Regions from separate parts of the Sus scrofa genome. Here regions 2 and 3 are each linked to region 1. Evidence: chromatin contacts called from public Hi-C and promoter capture Hi-C data. All regions are on one chromosome and are shown on one strand. The core of a region is the stretch at or near the end of the contact, and the rest is flanking DNA. Distances in the headings are between cores, read along the strand shown. Region 1 overlaps LOC106509843 (a long non-coding RNA gene). Region 2 overlaps LOC106509841 (a long non-coding RNA gene). Region 3 has its middle 82 kb from the start of ZFP36L2.

What was found. Promoter capture Hi-C pulls out the DNA fragments that hold promoters and counts their contacts. Hi-C and Micro-C count contacts between places; a contact is called where the count stands out from the background.
Region 2: a contact with region 1 is called in a Hi-C map of liver, with 4 times the contacts expected there. A contact is called at or near these places in 3 of 47 Hi-C or Micro-C datasets (all in liver) and 1 of 2 datasets of targeted methods (skeletal muscle).
Region 3: a promoter capture Hi-C map of liver shows a contact between it and region 1, with 5 times the contacts expected there. A contact is called at or near these places in 1 of 5 promoter capture datasets (liver), 3 of 47 Hi-C or Micro-C datasets (alveolar macrophages, embryonic fibroblasts and skeletal muscle) and 2 of 2 datasets of targeted methods (alveolar macrophages and skeletal muscle).

What each region holds. Positions count from the first base shown.
Region 1 is chr3:97,411,542-97,414,497 of Sscrofa11.1, reverse strand. All of the region lies in intron 6 of LOC106509843 (a long non-coding RNA gene), which reads left to right. Among named protein-coding and RNA genes, the nearest start is that of TRNAI-UAU, 150 kb to the left of the region's middle.
Region 2 is chr3:97,225,932-97,228,887 of Sscrofa11.1, reverse strand. All of the region lies in intron 2 of LOC106509841 (a long non-coding RNA gene), which reads right to left. Among named protein-coding and RNA genes, the nearest start is that of ZFP36L2, 27 kb to the right of the region's middle.
Region 3 is chr3:97,280,448-97,283,403 of Sscrofa11.1, reverse strand. No RefSeq gene overlaps it. Among named protein-coding and RNA genes, the nearest start is that of ZFP36L2, 82 kb to the right of the region's middle.

The sequences.
Region 1 (2,956 bases), core at 143-2,642:
ATGGCACCTGCTTAGTGGGTGTGGGGCTGCTGCGGGGAGGAAGGGGCCTAGAGGCGGCAGCTGGGCCTGGGCTTAGGGCTGGATCCGCGGGCAGCTGTAAGTGTCAGCCAGGGGTGTCCTCGTCTGTTCCCGAACCAAAGAGCTTACTGGCTGGGCTGGGAGTGAGGGAGGAAGGGGATGACAGTAAAGAGAGCTCTCAGACATCTTGGGCAGCCAGCTGAGGGGGTCTGGGTGGGCAGGGCTGACTTTGGGACTCTGCTGTGTATCTGGAATTTTCTGACCAACGTAAATGGTGACTTCTGAGTTACTGTTCTTCAAGAAAGTAACTTGGGAGTTCCCCGTCGTGGCACAGTGGAAACGAATCTGCCTAGGAACCATGATGTTGTGGGTTCAATCCCTGGCCTCGTTCAGTGGGTTAAGGATCCAGCATTGCCATGAGCTGTGGTGTAGGTCGCAGATGCGGTTCGGATCTGACGTTGCTGTGGCTCTGGCCTAGGCCATAGGCTACAGCTCCAATTAGACCCCTAGCTTGGGAACCTCCATGTGTCATGAATGTGGCCCTAAAAAGACAGACAAAAAAATAAAAGAAAGTAACTTCTTGCTGGACTGGTGGCTGGGGGTGGCATTGCTGATAAACCTACTAACGGTGCTCATTGTCCATGGCAGAGCGGGGATGGGGGAGCTCCCACCAAGGAGCTCGCCGTGCAGCTGGGGAGGTGGCCCACGTACCGTGAGAAGAGCTTTGGGGTGGGAGGCATCAGGGGATTGGGTCAGGGTGGGCTCAGGGAGGACGTCTTGGGGGAGGAAGGAGATTCCGAGGGAGAAAGAGGAAGGGTTTCCAGGATCATGGGAAAGCATGAGCAAAGGCACGGGGAAGGAGCGGAAGTTGGGGGGATGGGAGGAACGCGACTCAGGGGACACTAAGGAGGGAGCTGGCACACAGAAGACACTCAACAGACTTGCTAAGGAAGGCAGAGGGGGTGGGAGGAAGGAGGGAGAAAGGATGGGGCTGAGAGCTGCTCTCAAGGTGGGTCACCACCCCCAGTGGCCCTGTGGCAGGCAGTGGCAGAAGTGCCCCACCTGGGGAGCCCCGCGGCAGTCCTCCTCTCTCCGGCCCCCATCCCAGGCTTGCTCACAAACCTGAAGCTGAGGCTTAAACCCAGGCCTGTGGCCAAACCCCACCCCATCGCCTTCTTCTTCCAGAGCCTCTCTCCACCCAAGTCCTTGTGGAGTGGCAGCCACTCCAGGCCCTGCCAGAGGCAGGGGTGTTGCCACCATGGGGTGACTGACCGGCCAGTAACCCTCCCCCCTCCCCAAGATGGCAGCTGAGGGAGACAGCAGGGCCTTTGTCTGGACCTGACCCTGCTGGAAGGCCCGCTGGCCTGAGTTTGCTCAGTGTTAATAATTGACCAGGTACCCGGGGACAGGGCCCCTCCAGCCAGCTGGATGGAGGGTGCTCAGGGCTGGGGCCTTGGCCTCCCACTGCCTCAGGTGGGGCACACCTGGGGCCAGGGAGGAGAGAGAGAATCCTGGCTTTGGCTGAGGATCAAAGGAGCCCAATGTGTCCCCCTCTGCTCCTCGAGCGCAGAATTGATTGAGGTGTGGAAAGGGCCCTGGGCAGGGTGGCTGGAAACCTCCTCGTCTGACCCTCCACAGGGTCAGAGAGGAGCAGCAGTAACACCTTGCCCCCCAAAGCAAAGACACGGAGGATGGAGAGAAGGCCCAGGGATGCAGGTGTGAGGTTCCCTGAGGCGCACAGAGCTGGACTCTTGAGTCCCAGTCGCCTTATCCCAAACAGCATGGGGCCACACACCCGCTCCTCAGTCCTTCTGATGGAAAACGCCAGCCAAAGGGAAGGTTCGAGTGACTCTGGGACAGAGGGAAGAGGGATAGGGACCCCCAGCCGGGGTCAGACCACCTCTCTAGCCCTGGAGGAGCCCAGCACTGTCCACTCCAAAGCCTCGTGAAGGAGGCCTCAGCCGGGAGCAAGGAGGCAGGTCTCCAACCCCAGGACCTGGAGGAGGAGAGAAGAGAGCGAACAGAGGGGGAATGTTGCTGTTTACAGCAGCACCAGCTCCCAGAGTTTCTTAGAAGCAGAAGTGATCTCGGTCATCCTGTGGGCAGGGTGTGACCCCCGTTTGACAGTGCAGGAACCTGAGGTTCAGGTCGGTCCCCCGTCCAGGTCCCAGAGTTGGGAAACAGCAGAGCAGAAGCAGCCCGGGGACCTGTGCCACTCCCTCATCTGCTGGGGACAGGGCAGCATGAGGAGAGCAGGCAGGGGAACAGGCCCCCTGCAGCCATTGAAGGGGCTACCCGGGGGGTGCTTTTGAGGCTTAAACCCAGCTTCCTCAGCTACTGCAGCCTGATCACTCAAGATCCTCCTTAGGGAAGGGGACCTGGTGGTCTGGGCTCTGCATGTCCAGCAAGTGTGTCTCAGGCCTTGAGAGGAAGGGGTGGCGAGCCTCACACCCCACCCCCCAACCTCCCCGTCCCCTTTGGCTTCACCTGTGAGAAGTCAATATTGAGGTTTTATGACCCAAGATAAACACACATTTTTTTTTTTCCTCCCATAGAGGGGTTATCTGGTCTGGAGGGTTAATCAGTGACCACTGGGGGTGGGGGAAGCCTTCAGGAAGAAAGCAGCTATTGAATTCTGTCCCCTCGGCCCAGCCTCTCCCCTTCCCCCTCCTCCCACCCACAGTTCCCACCTCCCCCACCCCGCCAGCGGGTGGGGATAAGACATTTGGGAGTCTGAGCCTGGAGCCCGAATGGGTGTGTTTGGGGGACTGTTGAGGGGGTGCATCCAAGGAGAGCATCCTAAGTGCAGTTTGCCGTGTGCACAGTTTTCACCACAACCACCATTTCATTTGGTTGGCAGGACAGGTGGGCCCAGCTTGGCCAGAGGTCTGGGAGAAAGAGGGAGCACTGTCCCTTGGGGCCATACACAGAGGAGATG
Region 2 (2,956 bases), core at 223-2,722, 190 kb after region 1:
GGGCGGGGACAGCTTTATCACACCCAAGCCCGTGGTCAGCCTCCCCACGGCAAGAACCACAGACCGTATGTCATGGGGCTCACTCAAGCCTTTTCTAGAAAAACTGAATTCTCTACTCAAGTAACAAATCTCCAGAGAAGCTCTGTTTCTGCTCAGGGGAAAGCCCACTGAACCTGCCCACTAAACACCCACATGAGCTTGTACTACCCTGCAGAACTGCAAGCCTGGGGACACCTTTATCATCCCCATTTTACAGATGGGGTAACTGAGGCTGGATGAAGTTATACAGCTAGAAAGTGGCAGTCTGGCCTACCTGACCTGAAAGACATACACCACTTTTTTTTGTCTTTTTTTTTTTTTGGTCTTCTCTTTTTAGGGCCGCACTCATGGCATATGGAGGCTCCCAGGCTAGAGGCTAAATCGGAGCTACAGTTGCTGGCCTACACCACAGCCACAGCAACCTACACCATAGCTCACGGCAGCACCAGATCCTTAACCCACTGAGTGAGGGCAGGGACTGAACCTGCATCCTTATGGATCCTAGTCAGATTCGTTACCTCTGAGCCACGAAGGGAACTCCTGCCAAACACGATTTTAAAGAACTTAGCATCGGTTGCTCTTCCCATAGCGGTCTGAACCCCCAGTTCAGCTCTTCAGACCAGTTACCGACTGCATCTTTCCTTCTTCCATTTAACTTTCTCTCACCTACAGTGATACTTGCACTCTTAATCCCATAGGGCCTCCCCTGCGTGGGACCCTTCCCAGCAAAGGTCCTCCTTGTCTTCTGCGTCCCAAGCATGTGACCCAGGAGACTCCACAGGGAGACTCAAGAACTTTGGACAAGGATTTCCAAGTCCCTCCTAAAATAGGGCTCGTCCCTTGAAGACACGGTGTGAAGCTTCTCGCAGAGACTTCTAGAAAGACCTATCACCTTCCTTCTTTCTACATAAGGGTTGTAAATCATCTTACCGGACCTGGACTGCTTAGAATCAGCATTGCACAGTGGTTTCCTCACACCATCGCCTGTGTTTTCCAATGAGGAAACCAAGGGCCCCGGAGGTCAAGTACGTTGCTGGCCAGGTGCCTCCCACATGAGCTCCCAGGGCAGCGGTGGCACTGAGTGAGGGCTGCACTGGGCGTGGCCCCAACGGGCGCTTCCAGGCCTGGGAAGGTTTCCCCTGGGGGCTTCAGGCCTTTCCCCCCAGCTCACCCTGGCACCCTGGCACCCTGGCAGCCTTGCCCTGCTGCTCTCTGCCCCAGCCCCCTCCCTAGGCCACCGCCCCTCAGAGTCTTGCCCTTCCCCACCGTTGACAATGACACCCCCGGCCGGGCCCCCCCTCCAGAAAGCCCAGGAAACTTCTTAGCTAAGTACAATGTTTCAACTCCCAGCACACCACACACCCTTTGCTGCAGGCCTCCCGGGGCAGAGGGAAGGGCAGCCCAGGCCCCGCCCCTTCACCCGGGCACAGAGGCCCTGGTCTCCGCCCTATCCTTGGGCTGCGTTTCTGCTCTGACTTTCTCACAGTCACTAACACTTACAAATTTAGGTGAATCTGGCAGAGCAGGAAGGAGGGAAGCAACCACCCAAGAGACTGATTTTCAAAGGGTGAATCCCTGGGAGTTCCTGTCCTGGCTCAGCGGTAATGAACCCCACTAGTATCCATGAGGACGTCGATCCCTGGCGTTGCTCAGCAGGTTAGGGATCCAGGGTTGCTGGGAGCTGTGTTGTAGGTCGCAGACTGTGGCTCAGGTCCAGCATTGCTGTGGCTGTGGTGTAGGGCAGCTCTGATTCGACCCCTAGCCTGTTTGCATCTCATTTGCATATATTTGCAAGGTGGCTTTGGAAGCTCTCCTTTTTGGCAAAGAATATGGAGAAGTAACGGATTGGGGGCTTCTGGGGGCACTGAAGCCTCAGGGAAGTTTCCAAATGCCTTGGGTGGGTCTTAGGGTGGGGGGGTCCTGGAGCACAGAAAGGAGTATGGGGGGCAGAGCACCAAGTTGAATGGGGGGAGGGGCAGGATGCAGAAAGTTGGGGTGGGGGGAGTAGCTGCTCCTGGGTCAGGGCTCAGAGGAAGTTCCTGGGCCATAGCTTCCTTCCTGTGGCAGGGACCCCTGCTCTGGGCACCCGTTCCCTTGTGGGCCATCGCCTGGCCAGGAGGGTAGGGGTAGGGGGCGTGGTGAGGCACAGCTTTGTGGGGCCAACATGGCAGGTAATAGAAAAGTATGAGGATGGACAAGGAATGGGGAACACAAGAGACACAGCGGCAGGGCCAGAGGAAAGGGACACCCAGAACAGTCCTGACTGAGGGTTCTGGGGAAGGTAGGTCCTGCCCTTTAGGTGGACCGAACCTGGGAGGCCCAGCACAATCTGCCCTCCCACCCCACACATCAGTTCTCAGTTTATTCCCCACAGAACCCGAGACAAGGTCCAGGCAGCTAGAGCTTAGCCTGGCTCTGTACCCCTGTCTGGGTGACCTTGGGCAAGTCTCTGTCCCTCTCTGGGCTTTAGTTTCCTCTTCTGTCAATCATCTAGAGAGGAATTGATTTCTATGGACCCACTCCTGTTCCAGCTTGGCCCATGGAAGCCTCCTGGTTCCCTGGGGCTCAGAAACTTTAGTGTTTACCTCCAGGATCAAGTTCCAATTTGAGTGGTCAGGAACCTTCTGGATCTGGTACCAACCTACCTACTCAAGCCTCATCTTTCCCTCTTTGCAACAGTCCAGGAGCCTAGATCCTCCCCGGCCCTTGGGTCTGTGTGCCAGCCTCTTCCCCTCTCTCCATGAAGTGCCCCCACTTGAGGAACCAGCCCCTCCTGCAGGGCTGGCTTTATGGACACGTGCTTAGAAAGACCCTGGGCTTGGTTTCATACTTCAGGGGCCATCCTGTAATTAAAAAGTTTAGGGGCACGATCTTTAAGGTATTAGCCTGCTAAAACAATAAAGGTATCTTTTTTATA
Region 3 (2,956 bases), core at 219-2,718, 130 kb after region 1:
CCGCTTTGGGGAAGCACCAGCCACCCTCCGGCTCCAGTCACTGTGCTCCCTCTCAGCTCCCAGAGTTCATCCCAGGTCACTGTGCTCCCTCTCAGCTCCCAGAGTTCATCCCAGCCCCCCTCCATCAACAGGTCTTTCCCTCATCCCTGCGGGGACTCCAGCATGGCAGGCGGGACCCACCAGGCCTGGGGTGCAGCCAGTAGCAATACTCAGCCCTGACTGGCTGCCTCGGTGGTGCACTGCTCATCCCTGACCTCCCTGGATGTGGGTGTTTTTATTCCCTTTCTTCTTGAGGAACTGAGGCTCTAGGAAAATAGGAGCTGTGGGCACTGAGGTGGCAAAGTTGACAGGCATTCTTCCTGCAGGAGCCTTGCAAGGCAGAGGGGCCTTGGCAAGGCCAGAAGACAGAGGATGCAGGTGGTGGACCAGTCTGAGGCTGGGATGGGGGCTTAGGGGACTCCCACCCCACAAATGGCTACAGGCCACAGTGTACAGGCCCCTCCCCCCACCTGCTGCTTTAGGACTCCCAGGGGGCCTGGCACTCTGAGTCTCCAGCCAGCTCCCAGGTGGCCTGGAAGCTGCTGGCTCAGTCTGAAAGGCCAGAGCTGAGAGCTGAGCCACAAGCCCCATTGGAAGACATTTCTCAGGTCCTTTCTGGCAGGAAACAGACATCCTTTCCAGCTATCATTTATTGACAACTTTCTTGCAGAGCAGGTGCTGTGCTAAATGCTTTGCATATATAAACCTATGTAATTCTCACAACAGCTCTGTGAGGCAGGACGCTGGGGCACAGCGAGGTTAAGCGACTTGCCTGAGGTCACACAGAACTGGCATTCAAACCAGGATGCCTGGCTCCAGAGGGCACCCTCACCTCTCCTCAAAGTGGAGATCCCTGGAGCAGGGGAGGCCCAGGACCAGGGGTTTGGGTTGGACCTGGCGGGCATTGGGGAGCCATGGCAGGGTTCTGAGCCAGGGATCAGTATGCTCCCAGGACTGGCTGGACAACTGGACCCCACTGAGGGCTGAATACACCACCCCTCCCACAGGGATGTGGTTAGGACAGAAGGCGGCAGAACAAGACTTCCCCCAAAGAAAAGACCTGAGATGAGGTTGGCAGGCCATGTGCTGGGCATGAAGTTGTGAAGGTGGGAGCTCAGGCACAGGGAAGGGAGCCAGCAGCTCCCTGCCCCCAGTGGGTCGGCTACAGATGGGTGCTCGGTTCCTGTGCCTGGGGCCTAAGAGCTGCCAGCCTACGGGGGCCACCCGGTGTCCATCTGTCTGCGTGCACATGTGTGTATTCGCGTGTGTAAGAAGGCAGGGAGAAGGGGCCTTTGCGTGTGCCTGTTTGCAGGGGAACCTGTCCCCCACCCCCACCTGCTGCTGCAGCCACAGAGAACAGGATGCCCTGACTCCAATCTGCACCTCTAAGGCCTTGAAACCACAGCCACCACGTCAAGGGCGAGTGCACAAGGGCTGGCGGGAGGTGGGGCCCTGGGTGCAGGGTCTGCAGGTGTGAGCCAACAGACGTGTGCAAGGCTGCCCTGGGGGTGTGGTTCCAGGGAGGGGGGCAGGTGGGGTGGAAGGGAGCTGGTCCTCCCCTGGGAGGGAGCACAGCGTCCATCCCCTCTGACCACAGGTTGCGGGGTCCGACAGCTAGCCCCCGTCTGGCCCCTCAGAGGACCAGCCTTTGCTTGTGCAGCTGCTCTCCTCTGGGTGACAGTCCTAACAACACTGTACAAAGGTCTGTAGAGCATCTAAAATGGCCCAGCAGTTCCAGGCACTTGGGAAACATCCACGAGCAAAACAAAGATCCCTGCCCTCGTGGGGTCAATATTCTTGTTGGGGAGACACAGTAGATGAAGCAAGTGAAGTCAGGTGTGTCAGTAGGTGGCAGGTGACACAGGGGAAGAGAGGAGATGGAACCACGCTGAGAGCTGTAATGTGCTGGGGGGGTGAGGGGGAGGGGCTGTGCTGGGGGGGGTGACAAGAGGGGTGTGTGCCCATGTGTACACAGGTCACAGTATTAAACTGGGTGGTCCACGGAGGCCCTACTGAAAAGGTGACATTTCAACAAAAGCTTGGAGAAGGAGCCAAGCAAGGTCTGGAAGAAAACATTCCAGACAGAGGAAATAGCTAGAACAAGGGCCCTGAGGCAGAGGCATGCCTTGCCAGGACTGAGGGAAGGACAACCTGGCCTGCTGGTGGACCGACGTGGCCCCACGCCTTCTGGCATCTGCTCACCTTGCCAAGAGTGAGGGCTGACGCCCCGTGGGTTAAAGAAAATGGACCTTCTGGTACCTACAGCAAAAGCGAAAGGGCTCCCACAGGAACCAGTGTCATGGGAAGTAGGGGACAGAGAGGGACAAAGGGTTTAGACCAGAAGGAGCCTACCACCCCTTGGGGGCCTGAGCTCAGGGAGAAGGCCCTAGACTGGGGGCCTCTAGGGGGAGGGTGGGGGAAGTCTCTGGGGTCCCCAGGCTCCCTGACCAACCTGTGCCTGGGAGCTCACTGAGAGAGTGCAGTGAGGAGCTGCATCCTGCTGCCTGGGGGCCAGCTGGCCACTCGGGGGCAGGGAGCCTGCCACCACCTGCCTCTGCTGAGGCTGCCAGCTCCTTCTGCATTCAAGCACCCCATGGCGGTTGGGCGGGGGGCAGTTGGCCTCAGGAGAGGGAAGCTGATGGCTGATCAGGGGACGGGATGTGTCTACAGCCCCACCCAGCCCTGCAGTTTGTGCGAGATGGAGTTCTAGAAGGCAGATCCCCTCTAAGCCAGCCAGACCACCACCAAAGGATGGGGGTAGCAATGACTGAGAGAGGGGATGGCGGGAGGTTAGGAACTAGAAAAAAGGGAGGAGGCTTGACCTGGGCCTTTTAGGATGAGAGCAAATCTGAATGGGTGGAGAGGAGAAAGGACAAGTCCATGCATTCACACACTGGCACACACAGGTGACACCACA